2 separate regions of the Zea mays genome follow, and region 1 is linked to region 2. The links are chromatin contacts, called in public Hi-C maps. All regions are on one chromosome and are shown on one strand. The core of a region is the stretch at or near the end of the contact, and the rest is flanking DNA. Distances in the headings are between cores, read along the strand shown. Region 1 holds the start of LOC103635303 (histone chaperone ASF1B). Region 2 holds the start of LOC100285442 (ATP synthase beta chain).

Region 1 (5,646 bases), core at 1,489-3,988, 130 kb before region 2:
ACAACATTGATTTGCATACCTGGAGGACAAAACGGTAGGTCCCAACATTGACAGGGCCAACAAGCACACTCTCAAGCTGTTGGTCGTAGTTTTCATCTTCAGCTGATCCAACATATATAAGCTTCCACTCCAGATCTGAAATGCAAACAAACAAGCTCTTTACATGTATTCTAAAAAAATCCAATACCCCAAAAGCAAAAGACAGAAATCAAAACACATGAATTGCATATATACCTCACACAGATCATATATACATAGGCATGCCTTTATGGTACGCAGGGGAAAATAGGCATGTCATTACGATTAAAACAACCTCAAACAACACAATGCACATTCCACAAAATTATACCCTAGTAAATCTCTTACTCAAATATCTAGAAGACCGGACGATTCACACTTTTGGTCAGGTCTAATGAATATTAAGGATCAATTTCTTAGATGAGGTCACTTTCAAGTGAGGAATGGTCATGCTACCAGATTCTGGAAGGATATATGGTTAATCAGTCGACCTCTTAGTGAGCAATTCCCGAACCTTTTTAATATAGTGCGTAACAAATCGGCCTTGGTTGTAGACGTCTTTTCAGATTCAAATCTTAATTTATCTTTTCGCCGAACAATTAGGGGAATTAAAATGGTGGAATGGCACAACTTGTTAAACTTGCTAACTACGGTTACTCTGAATCCGGCTAGGGACAATTTTGTTTGGGATGGTCATAAGAATGGAATTTTCTCTGTCCAATCGATGTACCATCTTTTGATGAATAATCCTAACAGCAATCGGAGTAAGATGCTTTGGAGACTTAAGCTCCCTCTGAAAATAAAAGTTTTCCTGTGGAATTTATGTCGGGGAGCGATCCTCACTAAAGATAATTTAGCTAGAAGGCGTTGGAATGGTAGCTTGACCTGTAGCTTTTGCAACAACAATAAGAGTATACATCATCTCTTTTTTGACTGTTACATTGCCAAAAGTATATGGAGAATCATTTACTTTGTTTTAAAAATAGACATGCCCATTAGCACTAATCATATTATCGGGTCTTGGGAATCTAATAATGCTCTGGCATACAAAAAATTATTACTGATTGGAATATCAGCTTTATTTTGGTCCATCTGGCTCTGTCGAAATGAGGTGGTGTTTAATCATAAACCAATACCATCAATTGTACAGGTTATTTTCAGGGTTACTCACTGGTTCAGATTCTGGAGACTTCTACAGAAGGAGGAAAAGCACCAACAAATTCTCGATGCCTGTCGAGCTTTGGAGGTGGTGGCGATGGAAGTTTTTGCAATGCATGGATGGCGCTCGAATGCAAGAATTGAAGATGGCTAGTGTTTTCTATAGTCATGGCATTTTGTTTTCTTTGAGTTAGTTTAATTATTCAAGCAACTGCTCTATGGTCCAATAATCGTTATGTAATGGTTGTACGCATTTGTATGCTAAAGCCGGAACTCTTGTTTCCATAATAAAAAAACAAAATTATACCCTAGTACTTCAACGTTCATTGGGTTATAGATTTGTATAATTTCTATGTAGTACTTATCATGATATGTCTTTATGCCATTATCAACAAACCAGAGACAAAAGAGGGGAGAAAATAAGGCAAACATGTCTGGACCAGAATTATTCAGACAATGACCACCCCCACTCAAACAGCTTTTGAAGCTAGCAGGATCCAAAGGAATAATGTATCTTATGAAACAGGCCAACAGATTATCCACTACAGTGAATAAATCACTAAAAGCAAAATAGAACATTTTTCAGAATTACCAGCAATATTGGAATCTCATCAGCTACTACACAGGTGTCGATCCCTTATAAGTACAAGATACAAATAACATGAGACTTATCCACTGCACATTCAATTATAATCAGCTTCAAGCAAAGATAATTCTAGATTGTAGACAATCATCCACGCATGGCACAGGTGTGCATGGAATTTTTTGCACAAGTGATCTAATGTGGCACCCAGATTTTGACAATACAAGTATACAACTAATTAACCCACTAAGCAAATAGGTTCAGTCATATGACATGCTGGTTTCTAGATACTAGTAATGGAGAGTAGAATACACGATCAAGAATCGCATGGTACAGAATAGGGCAGTGGAAATTATGCTGCATTCTTATGCTAATCACCGAACAAGAACAGCGGTAGCCTGGATAGCAGCAATGGCATTCGCATCTATGCTACTACTGCCGCACAGGAACGCAACCGATGCAGCGGCGTTCGACTCCCGTACCCTCGTGATCCCATCCCGCAGAGATAGCAAAGCCCAACCCCATAACCCGGCATCCCAGCTGCATCCAAAGCGCCACCCACCGATCCCAGGACGCCGAAACCCTAGCCCGGGGCCACGCATCACGGGGACCGAGAGAAGGGGAGGAAAACGGTCAGTACTCAGTACCGTCGTCGAGGGGCACGAGGCACTCGTAGGATATCTCGAACTGGAAGGGGTTGATGAAGGCGGTGGGGTTGTCCAGCACCGCCACGTTGGTGATGTTCACCGCGCTCATCGCCGCCGCCGGGAGCAGCCGCGCGCCCGCGCGTGCTCGAGCAGAGGGGAAAAGACGCGAGCAAGACGCGGCGGCTCGGGATCGGATTTCTAGCGGCCTTTCGGGCGGTGTAATGGTGACGGTGTGGGATGAGATGGGGAGCGGCGGGAAGCGAAATTGGGTTGGCGGGAGACGGCTCGGAGCTGCAGGTTTGGAGTGGAGAGGCGAGGCCAAGCGACAGCGAGAGAGGAGAAATTTGCTATTATGGAGATCCTCACGTGCGGCTTCGACGTTTTGAAGGCGTAGGTGAAGGATTAGCTGATATAGAAAAGCAGGGAATAGGCCACTTGCTAAAACGAACAAGAACACTCTATTACTTGGTAACCTCTTTGATTAAAACCATGGATACTCACGTCGTCTACATCCGTTACCTCTCCATCGGCATCGCGGCCGTGCGTGACCCGCCCGTGCTCATCCTCGACGAGCCCACCTCCGGCCTCGACAGCGCCTCCGCGCTCCACATCGTCGGCGCGCTCCGCGCCATGGCCGAGGCGCGCGGACGCACCGTGCTGCTCAGCATCCACCAGCCGGGAGCGCGCATCGTCAAGATGTTCGACTCCGTCCTCCTGCTAGCCGTCGGCTTCGTCCTCCATCATGGCACCGTCGACCAGCTCCGCGCCCTGCTCGGGGACGCGGGCCTCCACCTGCCCCCGCACGTCTCCGTGGACGCGCTCCGCCGCCACGCCAGTAGCAGCCTGCAGGCGCCGTCCTCCGGAGACCGAGAGGGTCGGTGCACGCTGCAGCGTCTGTTCCAGCTGCACGGCAAGCAGGTGGCGGACGCCCCTGTGGCCGTGACCATGATGGCTAGCCGCTACGCCAACTCGCGGGCGCGGGAGGTGGCGGTGCTGTCGCAGCGCTTCTTCAAGAACGTGGCGCGGACGCGGCAGCTCTTCGCGTGCCGCACCGTGTGCATGCTGGTGGCGGGCCTTGCGCTGGGCTCCATCTTCTACGACCTCGGGCAGGACAAGGTGGTGGAGCGCGTGGGTCTCTTCGCCTTCCTGCTCACCTTCCTCCTGTCATCCACAACGGAGGCGCTGCCCATCTTCCTGCAGGAGCGCGACATCCTGGCCAGGGAGACGGCGTCGGGGGCGTACCACGTGTCGTCGTACGCGGTGGCCAACGCGGTCGTGTTCCTGCCCTTCCAGCTGGCGCTGGCCGTCATGTTCGCGGCGCCGGTGTACTGGCTGGCGGGTCTCCGTCGAACGGCGACCGCGTTCGGCTACTTCCTGCTGGTGATATGGCTGATCCTGTACACAGCGTACTCGGTGGTGGTGTGCTTCGCGGCGGCGACGCCGGACTTCGTGGTGGGGGGGGATGTTGGCGGGAACAACTTCCGTGGGAGGAATGTTGGCGGGAACAACTTCCGTGGAGAGAAGGGTAACGGGATGTAGACGACGTGAGTATCCATGATTTTAATCAAAGAGGTTACCAAATAATGGAGTGTTCTTGTTCGTTTTAGCGAGTGGCATATTCCCTGCTTTTCCATATCAGCTAATCCCTCGTCTACGCCTCTAAAACGTCGAAGCCGCACGTGAGGATCTCCATAATAGCAAATTTCTCGCGAGAGAGAGGTAGCCAGTAGCCACTAGCCAGGTAGGGGTGGGGTGGGGGAGCCGAGAGACGGGACCCCTCCAGGCCTCCACCGCTGTCGAAACTCGAAGGCCGCCAAATCCCATATTTTCTAGGAATCACACAGAATTCTGCTGAACCGCCTTACTTCTTGGTAGGTCTACAGAATGCAGGGGTCAAAAAAGGGATAAAACGATGCAAACAATTCCCTGCAAATACAGACAAGGCTCTCATATACATCTTTTCTGATACGTAGCTGCGAGCACATTCGTTAGGAGAGAGACGCAAGACATCGCTGATTTGCGAATTAGCGCTGCTGCTGTTCTTGTTCTTGTACAAGACTGACTCAACAGAAACAATGGAGACCTATCATCAAAAAACAGAAACAATGGAGACCACAGATGGTTTCAGGCTACCGAAGGGCAACACACTGCTGCTTATATTGAAGAATTTGCAGGAGGATGTGCAGGAGCGGGCAGCTACTGTGCAATCTTCTATTTATTCTACTCTTGCCACGAACTGCTCGGAATTCTCTTTCACTTTGTTGCAGAGCGTGAGCAGTAAATGCAAAGAAAAAACACAGTTGCAGAAAATGCTAGCAGTAGCAGCCAAATTGAGCAAAAAAAAAGGGGTGTTCCCATTTGGATCACCATTCCTTAACCACGGGCAAAATGAAGGTGGAAAACTGAGTAGTTGGGTACCGTGTATGCAGATGAGCAGGTAGCCATGTTCCCTTATTTCATATCCTTTGGATCTACTCGTATTATATGAAAGCAAACCTGAAACTGAAGTGAAGTCAGGAATCTATTGTATTTTCCTTTTAGTATTACTTCTGACTATCATATTTATCACGCAGGGCTAATACTTTACAAGAAATGTGCTGGTTCTCGATACTCCTCCAAGCGGTTGTAGAAGAATCCTGGTTTGGCTAAAATAGTTTTACATACGAAAGATGGACTTTGTACAAATATATTCTCTGCCAACAATATGTATATCCAGGCGGAGATGAACTTGGAGGGAAGCAGATTTACATTTCGCTGATATTATATATTATCAGTTGCAGTTCATTAATATTGCGCTTCTTCTCTGTTATCAAACTATTCACACAAGACGTCCTTCAAGAAGTTTGCTCCTCGTGTTGCGCTCCTTAACCAAAAAAAAACCATGGATGAAATTCAAAAACACATCATTGTCACGTGTGAATTTATGAATGGACAAAAGGTTTTTGGTGATATTTGGAACGTGAAGAACATCACGAAGTGCAAGTGGGCGATCATTATATTCAATTGAGGAATGACCAATATGAAGAATATGCAAACCTGCGTCATTGCCGACTTGGACCTGTTCTCCGCCATTGTAGCATTCGCGGACGGTTAGACAGTCAAGATCACTGGTGATGTCATCCGTTGCCCCGGTATCATTGTACCAGTCTGTGTCAATCGCATACGAAGTTGAGGCAACAACAGCCGAAGGAGGATCTTCATTGTAGGATTCATCATTCATGTACCAGCACTGAATTGTTG
Region 2 (5,892 bases), core at 1,206-3,705:
TTGTGTAAAAGTTCGCTCGTTTATGTTAATTATTATCTGTTTGAGAAGATATTAGACTTGTCTAGGGTAAACAAGAGGGGCCTTTATCAAATCCGTCGATCTTGCTTCAACTCACTTGTTTCTGTCCCAGCATTGGTGGCATTAACCTCTACAACAAGTGAACAACTCAAAGAAGTAATTTCTTAAAAGTGGTAGGTACATTAACTATTGGATGTTTACAGTTGAACCTACTAAAACATCTAGACAAATTTATTCAGAGTAGGCTTTGTAGCTATTCTTATTAAAACCTGGGAGAACCTTCACTCGTGCTTTATAGTGATGCTTGCTAAAACCTGGGAAAACCATTTAAGGAGGTAATATGGTGGTATGAAAACAGAAAAAAACACGTAAATCTTCACATACTTTATTTGATAAGAAGTTGGACTTTAGATAAGTATGTTGGCAATAGGCAAATAATTTTCACTCTTACATACGAGGACGTTGGTGACGAAGTAGTCCCGGCCGAGCCTACAATCCGCGGCGGCGCCCCGACCTGCCGCACCTCGATCCGCAGTGGCCGTCTGAACCGTGGACGAAGCTTGTGATCCTCAGGCCGTCTGAACCGTGGACAAAGCTTGCGATCCTCAGCTTGGTGGCTTTCTGTGCTCGAGGGGAAAATGAAAAAGAAACAGCAATTCAGATGACAGAGTAAATGAACGAACAAAACAGCCTTGTGAAAGCTGCTGATGAACACGCAAGAAGTATGATCCTCTCGATGGCGTTCCCTCAATCTCAACTGTTTGCGGCTTTGCTAGATCACTGCGATTCTTTGATTTTTTTCTCTGTGTTTGATGAGGGCGCTGCAACGTTGACAATTGAACATCGATTCAGCGTGGTAGCATAAACAAAGAGACGCTGATAGCTACCTTGATCGTTGGATGGGATCCCTCTGCCACAGGGATGTCAGTCCTGCCAACAGCCTCCAGCTCAAGCACACACATCAGAAGCAAATGTGAGCCGCGGTCGGAGTGGGTGGAACAGACCAGCAGGGTGGGGGGAGAGAGAGGAAGGAAGGTAGGCGGCGGCACCAGGTGGAGCGCGTTGCGCGTGGCGAGGGCGGTGTGGACGTTGCCGAAGGTAGTGGTGAGGCCCAGCACCTCCAGCTCCGGCGACCGCAGCGCCAGGAAGATGGCCATCGTGTCATCTGCTCCGTCGAACAGTGGTTCGGTTCGGTCAGTGGACTGCGATCCGAACGCCACAACAAGAAGAAGCACCATCGATCTACAGCCAAGACGATGATTGCAATCGCAAGGACGGGTACCTACCAATTCCGGGGTCGGTGTTGATGATTTCCTTCTTCATCCCCTCGACTACCGCCATGGGTGCTGCACAGATTTCGATCCCACCGGCTACCCAAACGGAACAACCCAATCTAACCAAACAAATGCTACGGCCTCAGAGAGGAGAAGGTTGGACCTTGGAAGCCTGGAACTCAAAGAGGGTGTCTGCGAGGAGGGCCGAGGCGACTATCTCGCGAGGTCGGGGGGATGGGAGCAGGCACATGCGTGGGGGATGCGAGGGGGCGGATGCGCCAAGGATTTCCATCTATGCCTGATCGAGCAATTGGGGGGCGAGGATGGCGGGGCCGAGATTGCCGTGCGGGACACCGAGATTGCCCCGCGGGGGAGGGCGAGCGCCGAGATTGCCGCGTAGAATATCCATCTGGCGTCGTGCAAGGAAAGGGAGCCGGGCGCGCGGGCAGCCTTGGATGGAAGCCGGCGCGGCCGGGGGACCAGGGCGCGACTGCCATGGATTGGTCACGACAGCCATGGCTGGAAGTTTTGTGGACGAGATTCGCGGCGGATTTGGCAGACCGGCGAGATTCGCGGCCAGCGCGTGGAGAAAGGCAGAACCGTGCACCAATTTTGAGTGTGGACGCCTACGTTAGATACATAAGTAGTAGTAGAGATTTGTATTTTCTCGTGGAATAGAGCAATTTGCTCTCCTTCACATCCTCAAATTGCAATAAAAAAACAAGAGCCGCTTCAGAACTTGGACAAAACTGTCAAAACAGCGTTATCGAGGATTACGTGAAGCATTGGATCCAGAAAACATGACCACTTTCGTGGACAAAACTTGCAAGGATTAACTGTGATTTAGAACCATAGGCTGTTTGCTGTTATAATCTATCAAAACTTCCACCACAGCAAAATAAATATAAATCAAAATGTAAACAGCATATGTTCTAGCTGCTGCAAAACCAACAAGCATCAAATTTCATCATTGAAAAGCCCAACCCCGCTCTTCTCTCACTCGCTCACTGGACCGGGCCCATGCACCAAAGCTCCCCGCGAGCGATGCGACCTAAGAGCTGGCTGCTCGCCCATCCTTCCCGGTCCCCGTGGACGAGGTCCACTTGCCGATGCCTCTCTGAGATCCCCACCCACTTATTCCCCTCCAGTGCGGACAGGCCTCACTCCTCTCTCCGCCCCCCTCGCTAGCCTCGCGGAGCCGCCGCACCCAGCGACCCTCCCGAAGTCTAACCCTAGATCCGGACCGGCCATGGCGTCCCGCCGGGTCGTCTCCTCGCTCCTTCGCTCCGCCTCCCGCCTCCGTGCCGCCTCGCCCGCCGCGCCGCGCCCGCGCGGGGCGCCGCACCGCCCGTCCCCGGCCGGGTACCTCTTCAACCGCGCCGCCGCCTACGCCTCCGCCGCCGCGGCCCAGGTGGCGCCCGCCACCCCGCCGCCAGCCACCGGGAAGACCGGCGGCGGCAAGATCACCGACGAGTTCACCGGCGCCGGCGCCATCGGCCAGGTGTGCCAGGTGATCGGCGCCGTCGTCGACGTGCGCTACGATGAGGGCCTCCCGCCCATCCTCACGGCGCTCGAGGTGCTCGACAACGACATCCGCCTCGTGCTCGAGGTGGCGCAGCACCTTGGCGAGAACATGGTGCGCACCATCGCTATGGACGGCACGGAGGGGCTCGTCCGCGGCCAGCGCGTCCTCAACACTGGCTCCCCCATCACCGTGAGGACGCCCTCTATTTCTTGGTTATGGCTGTGCTTTCTATTTCGTGGCGGTACGGATCGATCTGATGAAATGCAGACCGAATAGTGTTAGATTTGATCTGGGCACGAAGATCTGCGTGGCCAGTGATTAAATTTTAGATCGTCTGCTGTAGCCTGAACATTGATAGGTTTTAGTTGTGGCAGCTTCTGGTTTAACGATGCCAGTAACTAATGGGTTTCATTGCCATGACATATTTTTTTGTTCATTGATATTCAAATACTGTTGTTGCATGCTTGTTTTGGCGCCATTGGCAAGTGTAATGTAGAGTATCTATGCTGGCAGTGTTGTTTGCATGATTGCTCGTGGTGTTTATGATTTCATGACCTCACATTTGCACCACTGTCAACCATGTTTTCTGACTTCAAAATTATTCCTGTTTGTAGGTGCCTGTTGGCAGGGCTACCCTTGGACGCATCATTAATGTTATCGGTGAGCCGATTGATGAGAAGGGTGATATAAGTAAGTGTCTGGACTTATGGTATGTATTTTGCTTCAAGGTGTCTGGAAGAGCTTTTGTAAACCTTCTACCTTTCCATATTTCAGCGACAAACCACTTCCTCCCTATCCATCGTGAAGCCCCTGCTTTCGTTGAGCAGGCCACTGAGCAGCAAATTCTTGTTACTGGAATCAAGGTAGGTTTGTTCAGTTCTCGAGCTAGAATCGTTTTGGAGTCTAAGGGGGTGTTTGATTCCTTTAGTCACTCTTCTTAACTTTAGTGACTAAACTTTAGTCCCTAGGATTTCTACTTGGAAGGCATTATTTAGTTATACTGTTTGGCTGTTCAGGGACTAAAAGTGACTAAACTTTAGTTACTAAATTTAGGAGGCAGGAACCAAACACCCTCTAATTTAGTAGCACCTATGCTGACATTGCTTGAATGATGATTATATGTTGTAGCATAATGTTTCTTTGACATGCAGGTCGTGGATCTTCTTGCACCCTACCAAAGAGGTGGAAAAATTGGTCTCTTCGGTGGTGCAGGAGTGGGTAAAACTGTGCTCATTATGGAGCTGATCAACAATGTTGCTAAGGCCCATGGTTAGTACTGTACCAAGTTTCATTGTCAATTTGGCTCAGTTTCTTGTTGGATCTTCTGATTGTGATATCTGCTTTGCTTCTATGTAGGTGGTTTCTCTGTGTTTGCTGGTGTTGGAGAACGTACCCGTGAAGGGAATGACCTGTACAGAGAAATGATTGAAAGTGGTGTCATTAAGCTAGGTGACAAGCAGGTGATTATTGTGATGCCGTAATTTCTTTGTGATCTTGGCATATCAGGGCTGGCACTTTCTCATATATTGGTTTTGTGGCAGAGTGAAAGCAAGTGTGCTCTTGTCTACGGGCAGATGAATGAGCCCCCGGGTGCTCGTGCTCGTGTTGGGTTGACTGGTTTGACTGTTGCTGAACATTTCCGTGATGCTGAAGGACAAGATGTGCTTCTGTTTATTGACAACATTTTCCGTTTCACCCAGGTAATTTCTGCAGGGCTTTCTTTTGCATGAAAACTATATACAGCGTTTGGAGCAAATATCTTTCTAGTTCCCTGTCTGAATAGAGTGTTGATGTTATATCTGGTGGCATTGTTGCGCTCTTGATTCCAGGCAAATTCTGAGGTGTCTGCTCTTCTTGGACGTATCCCATCTGCTGTGGGATACCAGCCAACCCTTGCCACTGATCTTGGAGGACTGCAAGAGCGTATTACGACAACAAAGAAGGGTTCTATTACGTCTGTCCAGGCTATATATGTGCCTGCTGATGACTTGACAGATCCTGCTCCTGCTACTACCTTTGCCCATCTTGATGCTACAACTGTGTTGTCACGGCAGGTTTGTCCATTTGGTTTATGTGACTGTTGTGTTAGGTACATGATTTGCTCATTGTGATTTCATGCTTCCTGTGCAGATCTCTGAGCTTGGTATTTATCCTGCTGTCGATCCACTGGATTCCACATCAAGAATGCTTTCTCCCCACGTGCTGGGTGAGGATCATTACAATACTGCTCGTGGTGTTCAGAAGGTTCTTCAGAACTACAAAAATCTTCAGGATATTATTGCTATCTTGGGTATGGATGAGCTCAGTGAGGATGACAAGTTGACGGTCGCTCGTGCAAGAAAGATTCAGCGTTTCCTGAGCCAGCCTTTCCATGTCGCTGAAGTTTTCACAGGTGCTCCAGGGAAGTATGTGGAGCTGAAGGAAAGTGTGAAGAGTTTCCAGGTACAGTTTAATCTTTTTTTTATCTCAAAAACCGATGTTTGGAAAATAATGATTTGCTCACTATTCTTTCTCGCAATACTTAGAGATGCACCTGTAGACGACACTTGATGCTTGCTGGGCTCCCTCATATTTGTTTGAGGCCTCATTTAATTTTCTCAGACAACATTCTTACATTCTATCCATGTTGCATCATGATGTTTCTATTTCTCCAATTGTTGGTTAGTAATGTATGACCTCACTATGGTGCTTTTGTATGAATTTTTTCTATTGTGCAGGGTGTTTTGGATGGCAAGTATGATGACCTCCCTGAGCAGTCATTCTACATGGTTGGAGGCATTGAGGAAGTCATTGCTAAGGCCGAGAAAATCGCCAAGGAGTCTGCTTCATAAGGCGGCTTCTTGCTTGTTGAATCCTGTACAATCAAGTTCCATTTTTGGATTTAAGCGATTGTTTATGCTTTTCGCAGTTAGGCAGCACGAGTTGGAGGTCCATCTCCTGCTGAGATGCTTGTTTTTCTCTTTGTTGTTCAAACACTTTACACCCAAATAAGCAACTGCAGTGACATTAATTTTGGCTGCACCAAAGTTACATGAACTGAAGAAACTTGTGGCCTGTGTGACGCGGATCAATCAG

The links. Hi-C and Micro-C count contacts between places; a contact is called where the count stands out from the background.
Region 1: a contact with region 2 is called in a Hi-C map of tassel, with 6 times the contacts expected there. The contact joins the promoter of LOC103635303 here to the promoter of LOC100285442 in region 2. A contact is called at or near these places in 12 of 25 Hi-C or Micro-C datasets (ear, endosperm, leaf and 3 more).

Annotation. Positions count from the first base shown.
Region 1 is chr8:67,353,287-67,358,932 of Zm-B73-REFERENCE-NAM-5.0, reverse strand. LOC103635303 (histone chaperone ASF1B) reads right to left here and starts at 2,738. Exons shown (of 3, transcript XM_008657793.4): 1 at 2,407-2,738; 2 at 20-135. The coding sequence starts at 2,515.
Region 2 is chr8:67,222,610-67,228,501 of Zm-B73-REFERENCE-NAM-5.0, reverse strand. LOC100285442 (ATP synthase beta chain) reads left to right here and starts at 2,455. Exons shown (of 9, transcript NM_001158335.1): 1 at 2,455-3,006; 2 at 3,432-3,507; 3 at 3,592-3,680; 4 at 3,969-4,086; 5 at 4,174-4,277; 6 at 4,359-4,517; 7 at 4,647-4,871; 8 at 4,948-5,259; 9 at 5,535-5,892. The coding sequence starts at 2,542. The coding sequence ends at 5,648. LOC103635301 (probable uridine nucleosidase 2) reads right to left here and starts at 1,766. Exons shown (of 4, transcript XR_002264467.2): 1 at 1,305-1,766; 2 at 470-1,183.